Linked DNA regions of Rattus norvegicus: region 2 is linked to region 1. A link is a contact called in public Hi-C data. All regions are on one chromosome and are shown on one strand. The core of a region is the stretch at or near the end of the contact, and the rest is flanking DNA. Distances in the headings are between cores, read along the strand shown. Region 1 holds the start of Etl4 (enhancer trap locus 4). Region 2 overlaps Etl4 (enhancer trap locus 4).

Evidence for each region. Hi-C and Micro-C count contacts between places; a contact is called where the count stands out from the background.
Region 2: a Hi-C map of psoas muscle shows a contact between it and region 1, with 1.7 times the contacts expected there. The contact joins the enhancer-like site here to the promoter of Etl4 in region 1. A contact is called at or near these places in 2 of 12 Hi-C or Micro-C datasets (hepatocytes and psoas muscle).

What each region holds. Positions count from the first base shown.
Region 1 is chr17:87,916,865-87,921,755 of GRCr8, forward strand. Etl4 (enhancer trap locus 4) reads left to right here and starts at 2,942. Exons shown (of 21, transcript NM_001427790.1): 1 at 2,942-3,252. The coding sequence starts at 3,183.
Region 2 is chr17:87,998,007-88,002,446 of GRCr8, forward strand. All of the region lies in intron 2 of Etl4 (enhancer trap locus 4), which reads left to right. It also overlaps the pseudogene LOC134482760. Among named protein-coding and RNA genes, the nearest start is that of Etl4, 80 kb to the left of the region's middle. Within about 2 kb of position 3,040, at least 1 of the 93 cell types and tissues checked has an H3K27ac peak or open chromatin away from gene starts, as enhancers often do.

The sequences.
Region 1 (4,891 bases), core at 1,692-4,191:
TATTTTCAGTTCCTGTTCTTAAAGAGAAGTAAAGAAGTCCAGCGATTCACCTCAGCTCTGCCTATAAGATGTGGTCCTGCAGAAGGACATTTCACCATCACTATGTGTGTGGGCCACGGTCTTTGGTGATGTAAGTTCACTGTCTTTCTCATCCTCTTATCCATCCTGTGCAGGATAGCTGGGGTATCTACAGAGGTAGCAGTAGCCTGCTTTTCCCATGAGAGAGAAGGTGAGTATCAGAGGTATTTGATCAGTAGAGGGGTTCCTTGGGCGCCTGGAGCTCCTGAGTCCTGAGTATGGAAGAATTTCCTCTGGCCCATCTAGGGATCTACAGAGGACCAAAAATGGCTCCATTGCTTTGCGCTCAGCACCAGGAGGGTGGTGACATCATTCCTATCCTCAGATGGATCTGTCCTAGCTGAATGCAATTGAAGGGAAGGTCCCTGTCGACTGGCTGCAGTGGCCTGATGTCACTACCCTCGTCATGAAGGCTTGTTCCTATACTGTGTCCAGTGACAGACAAGAGCTGCTCAGATGGGGCTGGCTGTTTCCACAGGGCAACAGTCCTGGTAGTCTCAAAGCCCTTAGCCTCCTGTCTCAGCTTACTGCTCATCCCAGTGGCATTGATAACTTGAAAAGTTATCTATGACTTGAGGGGGTTGGAGAGATGCGTTAGCAGCTAAAAGCACTTGCTATACAATCGTGAGGACTGGGGGTTTGTATCTCATCCTGCACATACCAAGTTGGGCCCCCTGTGCTTGCCGGTAAGCCCAGGTTTGAGGAGAACAGTAACAAGGAGGTCTGCTGACTAGCAGCCTAGCCAAAAACCTAGGTTAGGAAGAGACCCGACTCAATGGGAATAAGGTGGAAAGTAGTGAAGGAAAACATTGAGCGTCCTCTTCTGACCTCCGGGCATGTGAGACATGCACAGTCACATATCCAAGCACATAAATACACACAGAAAGACAGCAAGAACAATCCAGCCAGAAGCCTGAATGCAGCAGACTCTTACTTTGTTAAGGTTTTGTGGGTTTTTTCATTGTTGTTGTTGTTGTTGTTTGTTTGTTTGTTGTTTTGTTTTGTTTGTGGTGCTTCCATTCAAACCGGCTTTTGAACCTGCTGGGCAAATGTTCTACCACTGAGCTACACCCCTACTCCCTGTGCTTTCAAAACCTGGTTATCACTCAGTTGCTCAAGAGGGCTTTGAGCTCACTCTGTAGCAAATGGAAGCCTTGAATTTACCATCTTGCTGCCTCAGTTGCTGGGGAGTATAAGCCTGTACCACCAAGTGGGTCCCCCTCTGTGAATTCTTGGACCTAAATAAATACCAGGAGTGAGGGGGTAGCTGTACTTCATGACTTCCTTGACTAAGGTCATCGGCTGTGACTGCAAGGTCATGGAAACTTCTAGTTATTTGCCGTGTAAACCTGCTCCTTGGAGCTGGAGAGATGACTCAACAGGTAAGAGTACTTGTTGCTCTTTCAGGGGACCCAGGTCTCACTCCCAACACCCACGTGATGTCTCACAACCATCTAACACCAGTTAGAGAGGACCAACACCCTCTTCGGGCTTTGTGGGCACTGCACCAATGTGGTGCATATACCTATGTGTACACAAAACACCCATACACATAAAATAAAAATAAATCCTTCAATACAAAATAAACCCACTGTTTGTATTCCCCCTGCCAGGATACTGCTTGAGTTTTCTACAGGACCTCCACATTGTCTAGGATTTCCAGAAAAATCCTATTAGAAAATGAGGGGCTCGTCCCCCAATATGGGTGCTGTTCATACCTTAACTTGTGGCACACTTTTTGTCTTTTAGAGACTTCCGCATTTTTTATGTTCAAAATGGCCAAACTATGTCCCTAACTGCTGCCAAGACACACAGGTGACTCAAGGTCATAATCTGGTCCAGAGGCCAGCCATTGTCCTGCACACATTCCTGTTCTAATCAATGTCCAGTCCTGCTGGAATGGGCAGCAAATTGGGTCAAGGTATGGCAGGCAAGATGACCATTGTCCTCTCCCTCTGAGATGATTTGGGGCTGTAGATTAAAATGTCACCGTTAGCTATTGGATTCTCTTCAGATCTCTAAAAGAGCCGGGGCAAATGCTGCGTGGATTCTTTTCCCATCCTTTTTTGTGTGTGGACATGGTGCCTCCTATTTTCACTTTCTGGGAACTTTGCCAGATTTCCAAGGACTGGGTAGTGGACAAAATAAATATTTGTAGGTTTGTTTAAAAGGAGAACAAGTCCGTCGGATGTAATTCTGCCCATCCAAAGAAAAACATTTTAATTGCCTCTCAGATGTTTTAAAGTAATTAACTTGAGAGACTCAGAAGGTTGATTTAGTAGGTGGCTTTCAGGTTTGTGATCAAGAGGAGTGTTTGTGTGTATGGATGGTGTGTGTGTGTATGTGTGTGTGTGTGTATGTGTGTGTATGTGTGTGTGTGTGTGTGTGTGTGTGTGTGTGTGTGTGTGTTGGGAGCACAAGAAGTCCAAGAAAGTGAAGGTGAATAAAGAAAACAAGGGTTTAAAATTCAGAGGTTAAAGTCCAGGTAAGAAAGCGATTGAAGTTGACTAGAGAAGATTACAATACTTCTTTAGAGATGCTAATTAGTCCCCTACAGAGTTCGTGTGTAAAGTGTTTATTTCGCAACATTTAGTATATACTTTCCTTTAAAAAAAAAAACTTTTAAAGAGATTTCCCATAACTTTTCGGGATTCAGTAGTTCTCTCCTTATTACTTAGTCAATCTGGGGGGCCTGTTGGGCTCCTGGGTTTCAGGAGGGTTGGGCCTGGCTTGCAACTGCAGTTCCTGCGTCCCTAAGCTGCGAGTCCCGGGAAACCCAGCAGGCTGCGTCCTGGGTCAGCAGAGCCGTCACCTGTTGGGCGGCAGAGGCGGGGACAGCCGCCGCCTCCAAGGCACAGCCCCTAGTCCGGGCGACAGCAGGCGGGTGGCGGACGCTCGGAGACCCGGGCGGAGGGAGGCCGGGCGCTGGAATGCGGTCTTCCCGGGCGAGGGAGACTTTGCACCGGAGTGGAGACTAGTTGGGGTGGGGTTTCGCCGGTCCCCTCCGCCCCACCCCCGGGCCCCCTTCCAAGCGCTTTCTGCGAGCTTTCCGAACTGCGCTCTGAAGTTTCCAGAGGGAGAAGCCTGGCCGGCCGGCAGGGACAATGGAAGAAAGCGAAGGCCAGAAATGTGAGCCGAACCTGCCTCCCTCTGCAGACAGCAGACAGATGCCCCGTAAGTAACAGTCCTCAAAGCTGGAGTTACACGCACGCTGCTTAGAGCTGGAGAGCCGGCGCCTGGCGCCAGGAAAAGTCTATTTCTTGGTGTGTGTGTGTGTGTGTGTGTGTGTGTGTGTGTGTGTGTGTGTGTGTGTGTGTGTGTGTGTGTGTGTGTGTTGGGCGAGGGGGTGGGGTGTACTTTCAAACTGAGCCCAGAGCTGTGGTTTTCTTGGCTCTACTTTATCTCTTGTGAGATCTTCCTAAAGTCGGTGAAGAGGTGGTGTATGGTGTCAAACTGGTCGAACAGTGAGCAAGCACTTGGTGCGGGAATCTCTAAGCAATGACAAATGAATCGCCCAGCAGCGATTTGATAATTTCCCGGTGCTTCGGAAGGCTCGGAAAGACAATTTTGCACCTACCTCCGGGGCGCAGCGGTTCCATTCATTGGTTAGGAGTTTCCATGGGGGCAGTTTCTTGCGGGCTGCAAAGTTTTGCAGTGCTTTGGAGTTAAATTGGAGTTTAAGGATGTTTTTATTTTGCAGATCCGAACGGCTGGGGAGTACTTGGGCATCTAGATGATAGATAGAACTCTAGGGCTTTCTGCTTAAATGCAAAAGTTGGGAGTTCTTAAAACAGTTTTTCTGTATTTTCTCCAGGCAGTTTCTTTTCTACATTGTGTTTATAATAGACTTGGCTTTTCCGTTGGGAATTTCCAGAACCTTATATAGTTCCAAATAAATCTTGCCGGGAGGGTGGGTGGCTGCAGACTGTGATGCCAGCGCCCCTCAGCCCCTCTCATTGCAGGCTGTCCGGGCACCTACCGCACAATCTCGAACCGCCGCGCCCTACCCGTCCAGGTTCATGGAAGGGCCAGTTAGTAACACAAAGATGTGCAGGACTGTGCACAGCAGCGCGTGGGAGTGGGGATTGTGCACAAGGGAAAAGGTGTGTGTTTTTTAAAATGAAAAAGGAAGTAGCACATGACTCATCCACACTGAAAATGCAAAGCCAAGCCAGACAGAAGAAAATACAATTAGGAGAGAAAAATCCCCCAGCGAACTGAAAAGGAAGCCTGCCTCCTAAATGTTCAATGAACTCCTGAGCCCTGAGAGGGCAGTCCACTTGTCTGAGCACAGTTTGAGGGCTGGTGGCCTCCAGCCTGGGAAAGGCCCCCGACTTGCTCTCTTTTGATAGGACGGTTCCTACAGCAGGAATCCAACCTCTGGGCCTGTCCTGAAAGAAACTACTCAGATTCTAGAGGAGACATTTAGTTTGGGACCAGAAACAACCGGAGTAAGCCATTGATGTTTCCCAGGTTGGGGTGGTCAGATGTTTGGCTCCCTTCACTTACTCATCTGCTCCACGAATATTGAGCTTGTGTTATACAGCAGTCACCATTCCAACCGCTGGGGATCCAGCGAGGCAAAGCAGACTGAAAAATACTCCCCTTCATTGATTGATGTTGAAGGCCAAGTTTGGGTGGGGCAGGGATAGGAAAACAATGAAGACATAAGCAAAATAGAGAGCGCATTGGATGTCTGGGGTGCTGGATTTAGTCAAGAAAAATACAAAGTTAACTTTGAGTTTCAGATAAACAATGAGTTATTTTTTAAAGCATATGTATTTCTTATATATTAATAGCGTGGGATATGCTA
Region 2 (4,440 bases), core at 1,790-4,289, 81 kb after region 1:
CCCCCACCCCCATTTCTTTCTTCTAGTCTCACATTCTACCCATCTGGTACCCTGGTTTCTGGTCCCTTAAGTTTTCCTGAAGATATGCATGGCTCTAATCTAAAGAAACCCTCCTCACTTACGCAGAAGAACAGTTGATTTCATATAACTGTTTCAGGGTAGAGAGAAGGGTAGAGAGGAAGTAGGCTTGGCTACACTCCACCTACAGTTAAATGCTTCCTCATACCATTTTAAAAGCCTGTTGCAAGAGTGGGAGGGAGACCTGGGAGGAGTTAGGATGAAAAGTGAGAGGTTAATATGACCAGAATATATTATATAAAATTATCAAAGAATTAATAAAAGTATTATGTGTTTTTAAAAGCCTGACAAAATTTATCTGGGTTATTTATGACACACTTTAGATTTACCACAGAATTACATTTATAGACAATGTGGGGACTCCAGAAATGGGGAGCCCATTGTACCCCTGTTTGCATTAGGAAAACCTACTAAGGTACAGCTGAGGTAGACAGTGTTGAGAGTTCTGAACACTGGATGTTGTTAGTAGCCCAAGGGACGGAAGGAGGAAAGGGACTTCATAAATGTTGCGTTTTCTTTTCTGTAAACTGGTGTTTTGGAGTTTTTCATCTCACTTATTTCAAAGTTAGATTCTCTTCTCTGGAACTGTACCCCTGGAGTGACCCAAACCAAGCATGCTACCACGATTTGGAATAAAGGTTGATACACTAATACCATCTCTTCTAAGAATGCAGGGTCACCATTTGAATCGCTCTACTCATTGACAGCAAACTAAGCTCTTAAGTGCACAGGGTTGCTGAGACGCTCAGGGGTTAACCTCACTGGGACCTGAGTTTAATCCCTGTGGTACTCCATGTGATGTATGCACTTGCATGCACAATACACGTGTCAATAATACATAAAATCTCAAGTGTCTGGACAAAAAACCAAATGTGTCTTTCAGTTATTTTCTCTATTGCTTAGATGAGCCTTCCAAGAGGATTACAACTGTTCGTTTATAAAAGCTTTCTCGGTCATTTAAAGACGTTCTCACAGCCTTGTCAGGGCAGGAGGGTGTGGTTGGTGCCTTATTCCCTAGAGTCCAGCAGAGGGGATGTAGTGTGGATGTTTCCACTTTGCCTATCCTAGTTACATACATGTTCGTCTCCATTCCAGGCCTTCCTTTCTGCGGACTGTCACAATGGCCTCTTTATTGACTCAGAGGCCTCTCTTCTCTCTTCTGAGCCTGTCCCTCCTACTGCTCTGAGAATGGTTCTGGATCTGAGTTCTAAACATCCTGACTTGAGTATTGGCGTGCTTCTTCAATGGTCCTTATGCCAGTGACTCCCACCATTTTCTCCTCACCTCTGCCATCATCCATTTATATGAGGCATCTCTCTCTTCACTTGCGCAGCCACTCTTGAACTTTGTCCCCGTTTCGTCCCCGATCCCTATCCAGGCACATGTTCCCTGTCTTGCTCTATGGCTAGCTCTCTGGGTTCACTATGATGTCAGTCTCAAGGCCACCTTTGTCACTGTATCTTCCCAGAGAGCTAACTATTCTCCTGGCTTAACAGTACTTCTTGGGTCTCAAAAAACGCTTTCCCTCCTGCATTATTCTATATTTTATTGTGTATTAATTATATTTTACAGCGAAACCAGGGCCCTGCATATATTTGGTAAGCTCTCCTCCATGGATCCACAATCTCTTCCGTTTGGTTTGAAAGGAAGGCATTGCCTTATGAACCGTAAAGTTCTATGAAATTGGGGTTCAACCTTCATTGTTTTGCTCCCTAAAGTTTTTGGTTATTCAAGACATTGTCTGCTGACAGCGTGTCCTGGAGCTTCATAAAGGAGGGAGATGCCCTTCCCCATTTGAAGGGTCCCTGTTTTCGTCTGCTGACATAAATGATAACAGGTTATTAACAAGCAAAACACAAGGTAATGTGCCCATGAGCACGAAAGTCTTTCAAAAACCCGTAACTCAATATCCTCTTCGCAGGGAAGTGAGGAATGGAGATGAGTTGTGAGTGGTTTCAAGAGTTAATAAAGGATATTTTTAGGATGTTGGGTGAGCCTCCAAAGACTAGATAGACAGTAGTGTGTGAATGAGCCCAAATTAAGTTGGCCAGAAAAACAATGAAAAGTCTGCCTGGGCGTGGTGGGTGGCCTTTGTTTCTGGCTGTGAAGTGAATCCTGACTATTGGAAGACATGTTATGGAAGGGAGTGAAGGCCATTGTGTTCATTTTGGAGGAGCCTCAACTATGGGAACTTCATCGAGAGAGAGATCCCTGCAGGGGTTGGAAGCAGAAGGTCAGAAAAATCTCTGGTTCTGAGGTTGACTCAAAAGACTGTCTTTTGTTCAAAGTACTCAGCATGCTAAAGTTTGGGGGCTCTGAGCCCCAAGATTAGAAATGTATGCTCCCAGTCTCCATATTAGAATAGCTGAGCCCAGATTCAACCTGAACAAAGCTCTTAGGTGATTATGGTTCATAGGAATCGAAAGTTTATGTGCACATAGCACAGAACCCCCTCCTGTGCGCCGTGAAACCGCAATGTCTCCTGGGTAACTAACGAATGAGTTACATCGAGATTGTTCTCTGAGTTAGAACAGTAGTTCATAATCAGTCATACTCACTCTTTGCAGTTTTAGAAAACTGTAGCCCCTTCTTTGACTTTAGTATCCCAGATTTGTTAATTTCACGTCACCTCCCAGCCTCCATTGTCATTTTCATGCAAGTATTTTTGACATGAACAAGAATAGAGAGAAAGAGAGTTAATTGTTCCCAGTTATAGATTATGAGCGTAACCCCCGACTGTCTCCTCTAAGAGTAAACACAACGCGTGCCTCATTGGATCATCTTCCAATATTGGGACTAAGTGGCAAGGAAGACGCAAAGGTTAGGGGGATGTTCTCTGTCACAGCGTCAAAAGCTGAGAATTCCAGCTCACACATCTTGGCTAATAACCACAGAAGGAGTTGACACTGCAGCATGCTTGGATTCTCAAAACAGGAGAGAATTTGACAGCGAAGTCTTCCTAGCTGTCTGGGAGCGAAACAGGAGCCGGAGAAACATGAAATGTGAGGCAAGTGCCTGCCTCAGCCTGGATGATGCTAGAGGAAAAGTGCCAGCCACTGTGCTGCATTGTGGGAATTCATGGGGTCCCTTTGCTTATAAGAGTAATGGGGACAGTGACATTTTGTGTGCACAGGCCAGGGACACAAAGGGTCTCACAGTATGAAGATCTGAACTGTCCGTGTGAGGCCAGGATTTCAGAATGTTTGGCCAGGCATTTTGGAGATTCTAATATTAATACTATTATATAGATGTATGTATTTGTGTGCATAGAGTTTGTATGTGTATACATATATATGTATATACAAACACACACTAGTGGAAAGCTAAAAGAAGAAGCTTATTTATGCATTTATATTGTGACAAGAGACAAAGAAAGGTAGTGTACCTTCAATATGTTTTTATGTAAACAAAACCATGCTAAATATTGCTGAAGTTCCCAAGGACACAGCTGGCACAGAGTGTTTTCCGGTGTGGTTTTTTTTTTTTTTTTTAGAACTTTATATATTCACTTTTATTTTAAGATAAAAACATCTCTGCTTACACCAGTGTGCACGTAGGACGATGTCATATGAAAATGTTTGCTTTTTTTTTTTTTTTAATCTGTTTGTTCTGAGATAGGGTCTTACTATGGAGTTGTGGCTGGTATGGAATTTAAGTATATAGCTCAGACTGGCCTCAAACTTAAGAGCCCCCAGGTTCTGTCTGAAGTGCTAAGACATTGGTGTACACCACAAAACTAGCCTGTCTTCTTATATCTTGTGTTGTGCTGCTAAACCTGAGAAATTACACACGAAATGTATCTTAGTGTGCATAATTTCTGTCTTTTGTTTTTCCTTTATGTGTGTATGTGCTTGGAGGCAGGGCGTCATTAGCTACAAATGCGGACAGAGCTAAGGATGACCTTAAACTCCTGATCCTGCAGAGCACTTCTGAATGCTAGGATTACAGCTGTGTGCTGCTATTACATACCTGTGTTTTTATTTATATAACAGGTTATAATGATTTTTTAAATTTTAAGTGTGAAGGTTTTTTTTTTTTTTAATTAACTATGTCTCAGGGAATAGGGAGGCATTGGGGTTGAAGGTTTGAGAGTGCTCTGCCTAGACAGCCTCATTAGTCCTTGTCAAAAGCTACTGGGTAAAGACTTCAGCTTAATGAATGTAAGAATTAGGAAGAATCATCTTCCAGGGGTCAGGAAGCTGAGGGGGGAGCTCGGTGTTGGTGATTGTAGAGAGAAGTCATGGTAGGATGCAGTACGCTGTTTTGGGGCTCGACACACTATTGTCGGACACTCCTCTTGCCACTTTCTACCGTGTGGCCTTCATAGCTGCCCTGATTCTTGCCTCTGCTGTCCTGTCAAAG